3 separate regions of the Sus scrofa genome follow, and all the other regions are linked to region 1. Evidence: chromatin contacts called from public HiChIP or PLAC-seq data. All regions are on one chromosome and are shown on one strand. The core of a region is the stretch at or near the end of the contact, and the rest is flanking DNA. Distances in the headings are between cores, read along the strand shown. Region 1 overlaps RGL1 (ral guanine nucleotide dissociation stimulator-like 1). Region 2 overlaps RGL1 (ral guanine nucleotide dissociation stimulator-like 1). Region 3 overlaps RGL1 (ral guanine nucleotide dissociation stimulator-like 1).

What was found. HiChIP or PLAC-seq counts read pairs in DNA pulled down with a chosen protein or histone mark.
Region 2: a contact with region 1 is called in an H3K27ac HiChIP or PLAC-seq map of skeletal muscle. The contact joins two enhancer-like sites. A contact is called at or near these places in 2 of 2 datasets of contacts at active chromatin or transcription factors (alveolar macrophages and skeletal muscle).
Region 3: an H3K27ac HiChIP or PLAC-seq map of skeletal muscle shows a contact between it and region 1, with 4 times the contacts expected there. The contact joins two enhancer-like sites. A contact is called at or near these places in 2 of 2 datasets of contacts at active chromatin or transcription factors (alveolar macrophages and skeletal muscle).

What each region holds. Positions count from the first base shown.
Region 1 is chr9:125,098,185-125,100,986 of Sscrofa11.1, reverse strand. It overlaps RGL1 (ral guanine nucleotide dissociation stimulator-like 1), which reads right to left. Exons shown (of 19, transcript XM_003357576.5): 6 at 2,512-2,696. Among named protein-coding and RNA genes, the nearest start is that of COLGALT2, 190 kb to the left of the region's middle. Within about 2 kb of position 1,471, at least 31 of the 83 cell types and tissues checked have an H3K27ac peak or open chromatin away from gene starts, as enhancers often do. A contact at or near this core is called in skeletal muscle, where this site is marked.
Region 2 is chr9:124,901,089-124,903,890 of Sscrofa11.1, reverse strand. All of the region lies in intron 1 of RGL1 (ral guanine nucleotide dissociation stimulator-like 1), which reads right to left. Among named protein-coding and RNA genes, the nearest start is that of APOBEC4, 38 kb to the right of the region's middle. Within about 2 kb of position 1,415, at least 13 of the 83 cell types and tissues checked have an H3K27ac peak or open chromatin away from gene starts, as enhancers often do. A contact at or near this core is called in skeletal muscle, where this site is marked.
Region 3 is chr9:124,951,189-124,953,990 of Sscrofa11.1, reverse strand. The region is part of intron 1 of RGL1 (ral guanine nucleotide dissociation stimulator-like 1); the gene reads right to left. Among named protein-coding and RNA genes, the nearest start is that of APOBEC4, 88 kb to the right of the region's middle. Within about 2 kb of position 1,455, at least 36 of the 83 cell types and tissues checked have an H3K27ac peak or open chromatin away from gene starts, as enhancers often do. A contact at or near this core is called in skeletal muscle, where this site is marked.

The sequences.
Region 1 (2,802 bases), core at 222-2,721:
AAGCCGGCTTTGGGGAGTTACATGGGCCATTTTGGTGTCAGAAATGCTGAAGTTCTCAGAATTCTCAAAAAGCCCTTAGAACCTCAAAATGTTAGGAGTACCTTTCAGCTTCCACTGAAGACATGGGGGAAGGAAAAAAAAAAACCTCACTACCTAGGACTCCAGATCAAAAGCAGAAGCACTCAGCCATGGAAGGGGACTGCTCGTCTTCATCTTGGAAGACTGTGGAATTGGAGGAGGTTCACCCGAGTGCCTCCCTATCCTCCCTCCCCTGGAGACCTCCCCATGCCCAGCTCGTTCCCCAGTCTCATCCCCTCTCACCCTCCTTGCTCTCTTGCCTGTCAAACCTGTTCTCAAGAAGAAAACTCTAGTGGCATTCAGTTAGATCTTAGCAGACCTTTAAAGGAAGGTGTTACTAGTCCTCTGGAATGTTTACATTGTACGCCTCCGGGAAATGAGGACTTTCAGGCATCTTGGATCCAGTTGGGGTGGTCTTTTCTTAGTTTCCTAGGACCCTACATCACGTCCCCTGTCGGAGCATCATGTGGCTATCTGTCCACCCTGGTGACAGGTATGCGATTTAAGGCTGGCCTTCTCAGCCTGGAGTTGAAGGTTCCGATGTGAATGGGTTGGGTCCTGACTGGGGAAGGCAGGACTGGGGTCTGGGACACGAACAGGCATGAGCTAAAGAAAGCTGAAACCGCATGATTTTACCACTCCGCCTCCACATAATTCTGGTTGTCACTCATTTGGTGGAGGAATAAGACATCGAAAATACCAAAGGTTCAGAATGAGCCTCTCGACCCTCCTGCTGGCCACGGTACATAAATCTAAGCCGGTCACTCTGCGACGCAGAGGCTGGCTCACTCCAGCCAAGGACTCTACGTGCTTGATCTCATTCATTCTATACTCGTAGTGGCCAGCTATGTGCCTTGGATGTTGATATGCATGAAGATTACGTGGTCCTTTCTCTCTGAGGTCCAGTCCATGCTTTCAGTGTCTCAGCTTTGCACTCTCTTCCAGAGATAAGAAGGTAAAAATGTGAAGCGACATTTCACTTGGGGAAAAAAACCCGCAGGAGAGCTCGTTTGCTTTTGCCAGCATGAAATTGGGTAAAAATAAGCACACGGCAAGCAAGCTCTTAAAACGTTTTCAGGAATGATTCCTGTACTTAATAAACAGAGAGTTTAGAGCTTTCTTGATTAAAAATTTCCAAACACAGGGGGAAAAAAAAAAAAATGCATTCCTGGGATTGCCTAAAGCCTTTCCAAAGTCAGGCCATCTCCCTCTGCCCGGCCTCAGCCTGCCAAATGAGCTGGCCTCCCAGTCCTCTTGGAAACAATGAACCACCGGTCCCACCGGTTCCCCAATTAGGCCTGGAGCCAAGGGCAGCCCCCGTGGGCAGAGCTGGGCTCGAAGCACATATCCACTCCAGCACAAAGACAGGCGGGGGAGGCCCTGAGGGGAGTGGAGGTCCGGCATCCGAACATTGCCGGCAGATGAAGTCATCCGAGATACAGAGCACTTGGCAGTCAGCTTCCAATGATGCAATGGCATTTTCCCCTCTGTGGTCCCCCACACATAAAAAAAAAAAACAAAATTCAACAGGTACTGTTTGGAGTTAAGCTTCTTTTCTCCGGCACGGATGCCCGCCCCCGCAATGGGTGTTGAGGAATAATTTCCTTTCTCTCGCTGAGGAATCTGGGTGTCCCTTCAGGGAAATGACTGTCAGAAGCTCTAAGTGGGTCAGCCGCCAGGGCACCCATCACCCAGCCAGCCAGTGAGGGGATGAAGCATCATGCTGACAGGCCGTCCAAACCTCTTTCTGACTTTCTTCAAAGCCTGATAGTTCCTAGCAGCTCATGACCTGCAGTGGTGGCCCTTCGTCTGTCCTTGAAAACAGGCAGTCAATTCCTCAGAGGAAAAAACAGCCACAGAAACCTCCTTTTGATGAGGCCACTGGGGATGCGAAACGACAGGCATCTGTCCCCGCAGGAGACAGACGACAGCGATGCTTTCCAGCCAAGGAGAAACATCTTTGCTGAGCCTTCTGAGCTTCTGCGAGGCCAGGAGCAGAACTGAATTTCAGTCCTTGCCTGCTGAATGGGGGCGGTGGGCTGTGGCGGCTTTTCATTTGACAGAAGGAAGAACCACTCAGGTCGATAATGAAAAGCAAATTCCGGTTCAGCGAGGTATGTGATGACAAGGAGAGGGGCAAGAGCACCTTTCTGAGCCTCTGTTTCCACAGCTTTTTCATCTACAGCGAGGGAGTCTGACTGGGTGGTCTTGAATATCCCCTTGGCCCTAAAAAGCTCTACAGGCCCTGAATCAGCACTTCAGTAACCTTGAGACTTTTACACCCACTCCCGCCAGCCCTCGGGCGGCTTGTCCCGAGGGAAACCAAGGCCCTCTATTAAATAAGTACACAAAGAACATTCCCTACAGTTGCTCAGGCCGGAGGTGTGCAGAACCAGAGTCTAACATCTTCCCTGGACTCTGACAAGTACTCACTGTCAGTTTCTACTTCTTGCTTGCGAAACTGCTCCAGAAGATTCTGTGCTCGTCTCTCCGGGTCAGAGCCTGGCATCATCTGCTTGAGATACTCCAGGAGTTTCTGTAAGCAGGGGAAGTGAGGTGGCTCTCGGAAGTCCTCCGCACACTGGTCAAGCCAGGCTCTCAGGATGGAGGCGATGGCACTGAGAAAGACACACGGAGTGTCACTGCACCCAGATGGCTGTGGAGATGCCAAGGCAGCCCTGGCCACCCGGCTGCCCTGGGCAGGCCTCGGCAAAACTTGCCAGG
Region 2 (2,802 bases), core at 166-2,665, 200 kb after region 1:
TGATCCAGGGGTCTGTTTATGTGATTTGAACCAATCACATACATTCTCTAAACTCTAGTTTCTTTTTCTATAGGCCAAAGGATAATGCTGGAAGGATTCATTAAAAATGCTTTAAAATACAGTTTCTCAGTAGTGAAAGTAAGTAACATATTAACACTGGACTAACCAGACCAATTGGAAAGTTTGAGATGTTTACTGACCTAGTCAGAGGGCCCAACTGACTCAAGCGAACTGAACAAAAAGGATCTAAAATAACAGAAGGTAGAAACATCATGTGCAGAGCTCTTAGAAAAGACGCTGCAGGGAGCTTGCCATAGAGCCGACGCACTCTGCAGCTCTCAGGTGCCATCAGCATGATGTCATATCTGAAAGAGCAGCCTCCACATGTGCACTGTGTCACCCACACCTCCACTTATGTGGCTGCCACTCCTTCCCTCTTAGATCATCCAAAAGGTTTGGTCACTGGGATATAGACACTTGAGATTCTGAGGACTACTCACTTTTCATTTTTAAGACTTTTTGAAAACAACTGCAGAAATACCAAGACCTTTGGAAAAAGGGCTGATCTTACTACATTTTGAGCCAGACTGCAAACCCGAGAGAAATGGAAATATTACAAGCCTCTTTTCCTGAAATCCCTGTCAGAGCTGCTCCAGCAATTTCTTGGCTTTACACTTGACCTCAAAACAGGACAATCTCCTTTTCCAAATCCATCTGCTTTTTTAGCTTTGGCTCCAGCCTTATATTTAAATATGCAATTAAGTCAGGCAAAACTGCCCCATGGTGCCAGTAGAAGCCAGATTTCCAAATCCGAATTATGATATGACCATAGCATATACAAATCAAATTGGTAAACTCAAATCATAGATCCGATGCCTAAATGTTCGACTCTGAATCACCAGCAACCTATTACCAGCAACGTGCTCCCATACATTGTCAGACTAGCTAAAAGACAAATGCTCAATGTTGAAACAAGCTTCAGCAAGGGTTTGGGCCCAGGCTGGTAAATGCCAGAAACTTCAGTCGATGTTATTTCATAGCTAGAGTTTTAAAATCCAGAGTAGCTTAGAGGCAAGACTGAAAGAAAAAGTGGTTACAGTGTTTAATGTAAAGAATCTAAGTCCAGAACTTGAAGCTCATCTTTGATTTCATCAGTCTGGCCTTAGCAGAAGCTGCTGTAAGCAGTGCTGCGTAGCCCCCTCCTGCCTGCGTGGAGCTATACCTCTGGCTACACCTCCTCCACAGCACTCTCCTGGGGACCGCTGCATCCAAGAATTCATGCAGCCAGTGCTCTTGGAAACAAAATTTAACCTTTCCCTTCCCAAGAGATATAAAACACTCTCCTGTGGTCCCTCACCCGGAGCTGTTTTCCTGGGCAAATGACCAGAGGAACATCCATTCAGAAAATGAGAAATCAGGTTGCCAAGTAAAGCAGAAGTCAAAGAAATGACATTGAGGGAAGAGGCCGTTCTGTCCTGTCCTTTGCCCTAAAAGCCCTTCAAAAATCTCTAGAAGACTGGTTTAAATTTGGTCCAGGCCCAAGACAGGAATGTATTCCTTCAAAGGGACAGAGGAGGGTTCTGGAAGACAGTAGTCCTGGGAGGTCCAAACCAAAGGTCAAGACCAACTTAAGGCCGACTCTGGTCAGTTCTGGACTGCATCCAACTTCTGGAGCCTGGCTCAATTCTAACTCAAACCACATGCTCAGCTCCAGAACAATGCTTAATATTGTTTGCACGAGGGAGGCCTCCAAGTTGGGTTGGATATCAGAGGTGTGTCCTGGTGAGCAGCAGGGCTTCTGGTTGGCTTTTATTCCGGCTCAGCTGTCTACCCTCAGGACTGGAGCAAAACTTGACCAGCTTCTCACGCCCCCTCATTTCATGTCTCTTCTGTGTAACCTAGGATGTCACTTCATCATGTCAGATAGCATGAACTTAAGAAAGAAAGAGATGAAGGAGGGAAGGAAGAAAGGAAGAGAGGAAGGGAGGGAGGAAAGTCTATTTGAAAAGAGAGAGAGCGGGAGTTCCCGTTGTGGTGCAGCAAAAACAAATCCGACTAGGAACCGAAAGGTTGCGGGTTCGATCCCTGGCTTTGCTCAGTAGGTTAAGGATCTGGCATTGCCATGAGCTGTGCTGTAGGGTGCAGATGTGGCTCGGATCTGATGTTGCTGTGGCTGTGGTATAGGCCGGCAGCTGTAGCTCCAGTTGGACCCCTAGGCTGGGAACCTCCATACGCCGTGGGTACAGCCCTAAGAAGCAAAAAAAAAAAAAAAAAAAAAAGGAAAAGGAAAAGAAAAGAAAGAAAGGAAGAAAGAAAAGAAAAGAGAGAGGTAAAAGAAAACCCAATGGGGAGCTCCCATCATGGCGCAGTGGTTAACGAATCCGACTAGGAACCATGAGGTTGCGGGTTCAGTCCCTGCCCTTGCTCAGTGGGTTAAGGATCTGGCGTTGCTGTGAGCTGTGGTGTAGGTTACAGACGTGGCTCGGATCCCACGTTGCTGTGGCTCTGGCGTAGGCCGGCGGCTACAGCTCTATTCTACCCCTAGCCTGGAAAACTCCATATGCCATGGGAGCGGCCCCAGAAAAGACAAAAAAAAAAAAAAAGAAAAAAGAAAGAAAGAAAACCCAGTGGGTCAAATAATTTTCAGCTTCCAGTTAACAACCTTGATGCATGCCCTTCACCACCCTAAAGAGGTAAGAAACGTGCAGACCATACGCATTTAGCCCTTCTGCTTTCTTTCCACGGCCTTCCAGGACTGTTTAGGTGTACTTTGCTCCACTGTTTGACTCATGTATTAAAAAG
Region 3 (2,802 bases), core at 206-2,705, 150 kb after region 1:
GACCACAAGACTGCTGAGAGTCCTTACAGATAAACACACTCATCTCCCCCCAAATGTAGAAACCAAAACTAATAGGCATGAAATTTTTTTCCAGTAGAGCTGAGGGATCGACACCACTAAACAAAACAGCAAAAGGTGGCAAATTATGTGGGTCACGCACATGTTGCACTTATTCCCGCATCATGCATGCATTCGTGTATTCAAAAGTCAAACAGCATGAACAGCCCCTGGCACTGACAGATAACATCTGAGTTTTGACTCTTCAGGAATAACCCCAAATTCTTGGTCATGTAGTCAACTGTAAGTCTGCTGAGGCTTTGTAATGCTAGTGTTTGGATGTGCTCACCAACTCTTTGCATCCAAATCCTGGTTTGGTGGTAGATTTTTCTAATCATGATTTTTTTTTTTTTTTTTGTCTTTTTGCCATTTCTTGGGCCACTCCCAAGGCATATGGAGGTTCCCAGGCTAGGGGTCGAATCGGAGCTGCAGCCTCCAGCCTACGCCAGAGCCACAGCAACACAGGATCCGAGCTGCGTCTGCAACCTACACCACAGCTCACAGCAACACCAGATCCTTAACCCACTGAGCAAGGCCAGGGATCGAACCCGCAACCTCATGGTTCCTAGTCGGATTCATTAACCACTAAGCCACGACGGGAACTCCTCTAATCATGATTGTTATGGTGATATTTACGAATTGGAGGATCCAAGGTCTTAAGATAACAGCCTTCCAGGAGTTCCCGGAACCAAAAAATATATATATATACAGCCTTCCCAACTGTGGGGCTGCACCCCATGGATCTCACCAGTCCATTCCATCTGAAAAGAGAGAAAGAAGCAGCTGTCTGGAAGCAGAGAATCCTGGGGGAAATGGAGCCTGGGGCACAGACAGATATCAGATGGAAAGGACTCCAGGAAGCCATGGCATCGAGAGAGATCCCTAGGGCTGGGCAGCATTGGTCCTGGGAAAGGGGGGCAAGTCAAATCATTCTCAACAATACTAACAGTTATCTGTGTTTGAAGTGACAGCAAGTGTCCATATATTAGTTGGTAAAAGCATCTTCATCACCTCTTCCTCTTTGGAATCTCAACAGCCTTCTACTCTATAGAAGGCAATTCATATTCTGTATATTGATTTCTCTTCCTTCCTCAACTTAACTCTGATCGCCCCTGCTGGACTGCCAGCTCGTTGAGAGCAAGACGGGACATAAATTTATTGTATTGCTTTGATTTTTTTTTTAAAAAAGCTCAATCACACTTTCAAAAAAAAAAAAACCCTCGTTTTATTTTCTTTCCATTAAAAAAAAATCACTGGAATCTGAGATTCCACATTTACCATTATGATGTATTTTGGAACAAATGTCAATCATTGGGCAACCATTTCCAAAGGAATTTTAATTATGTACTGTCTCACTGCATACCGAGCAAGGTTGCACAATAGTGGGTGGAGTCAGAAGTGACTTTCTCAGAGAGCAACTGTCTCTCATTAAATGTAGAATATTAAAGACGTGCAAGACATTCCTCCTTCATTCAAGTTGATATTTTTTAAAAGGCTGATCCAACTACACTTCAGACTTTGTGTACTTTCCCCCCTCACCAAGAGTATTTGGCAGAAGTTTTTAATAATAATTCAAAAGAAAAAAGTTAAAGAAAAACCCAGACTGAGTTTGTACTACCCTTGTGAACCCCCTGGAGAAATGCTGATCTTTGCTCAGCAATTCCTGCCCTGCGCCGCCGAGAGCCAACACAAGGAAACCAGCTGGGCTCCCTTCCTGCTCTCCATTCAGCACGAGGGCAGTCTGGAAAAAAACCTGCAGACAGACGTGGGGGAGGGAGGGGACCCCTAAACAGAATCGAATCTGAGGTCACAAAGAATCCTTCTGCCCTCTAAGAGAGATACAGAGAATTCTAAGGGACCGAATTGCTTACGGCCTGTATTTTTATTACGATAAAAAGCTCAGCAATTATGTCGCTTGAAAGCTTAAAATGGGATGGAACTGTGAAGCACATGACTGCCCCTGGCTCAAGTGTTTCACAAGTCTGTGGACTCCAGCTTTCACTGGCTGAATGAGGGCAAAATACAAAAACCATTACCCAGCTCAGCAACCATAAGGCTAATTTTTATCTGCTAGTTGAAGGAAGTTGAGCTGATGCGGGTCAGAGCTATCTTTTCAGTCCCAGTAATAACAGCAGCAACCTGGAGAACAACCCCACCGCCACAGTGAATGTGGCATTCACGGTGCCTCGCACTGGACCTGCACTCCTCAAGTTATCAGTTGATCCTCAGAACAGCCTCCGGAGACAATCAGATGAAGAAAGAGAAAGAAACCAGTCCTAGAGTTTCTTTCACGCTGTCCTTACCCCAGACCTGTGTCCTGCTACTACTACCCTTCATAGTCAATGTTCCACTCACAAAATAATACCATGTAAATGGTGACAAAATCTGAATACCAAGGAATCTGAGCTCTGGAAAAGATTCAGAAGTGGGTTTCTCATAGGAGGAATGTAAAATGTTAGTTTCAGGGAAGGAAATCTGCTGAGTTTATCAGTTAATGCAAAAATCATTTTAACTAACTTCCAGATAGATTGGCCTTTCCACATCTCAGGTGGAAAAGCAGTCTGGGAGTTCCCGTCGTAGCGCAGTGGTTAATGAATCCGACTAGGAACCATGAGGTTGCGGGTTCGATCCCTGCCCTTGCTCAGTGGGTTAATGATCCGGCGTTGCCGTGAGCTGTGGTGTAGGTTGCAGACGCGGCTCGGATCCCGTGTTGCTGTGGCTCTGGCATAGACTGGCAGCTACAGC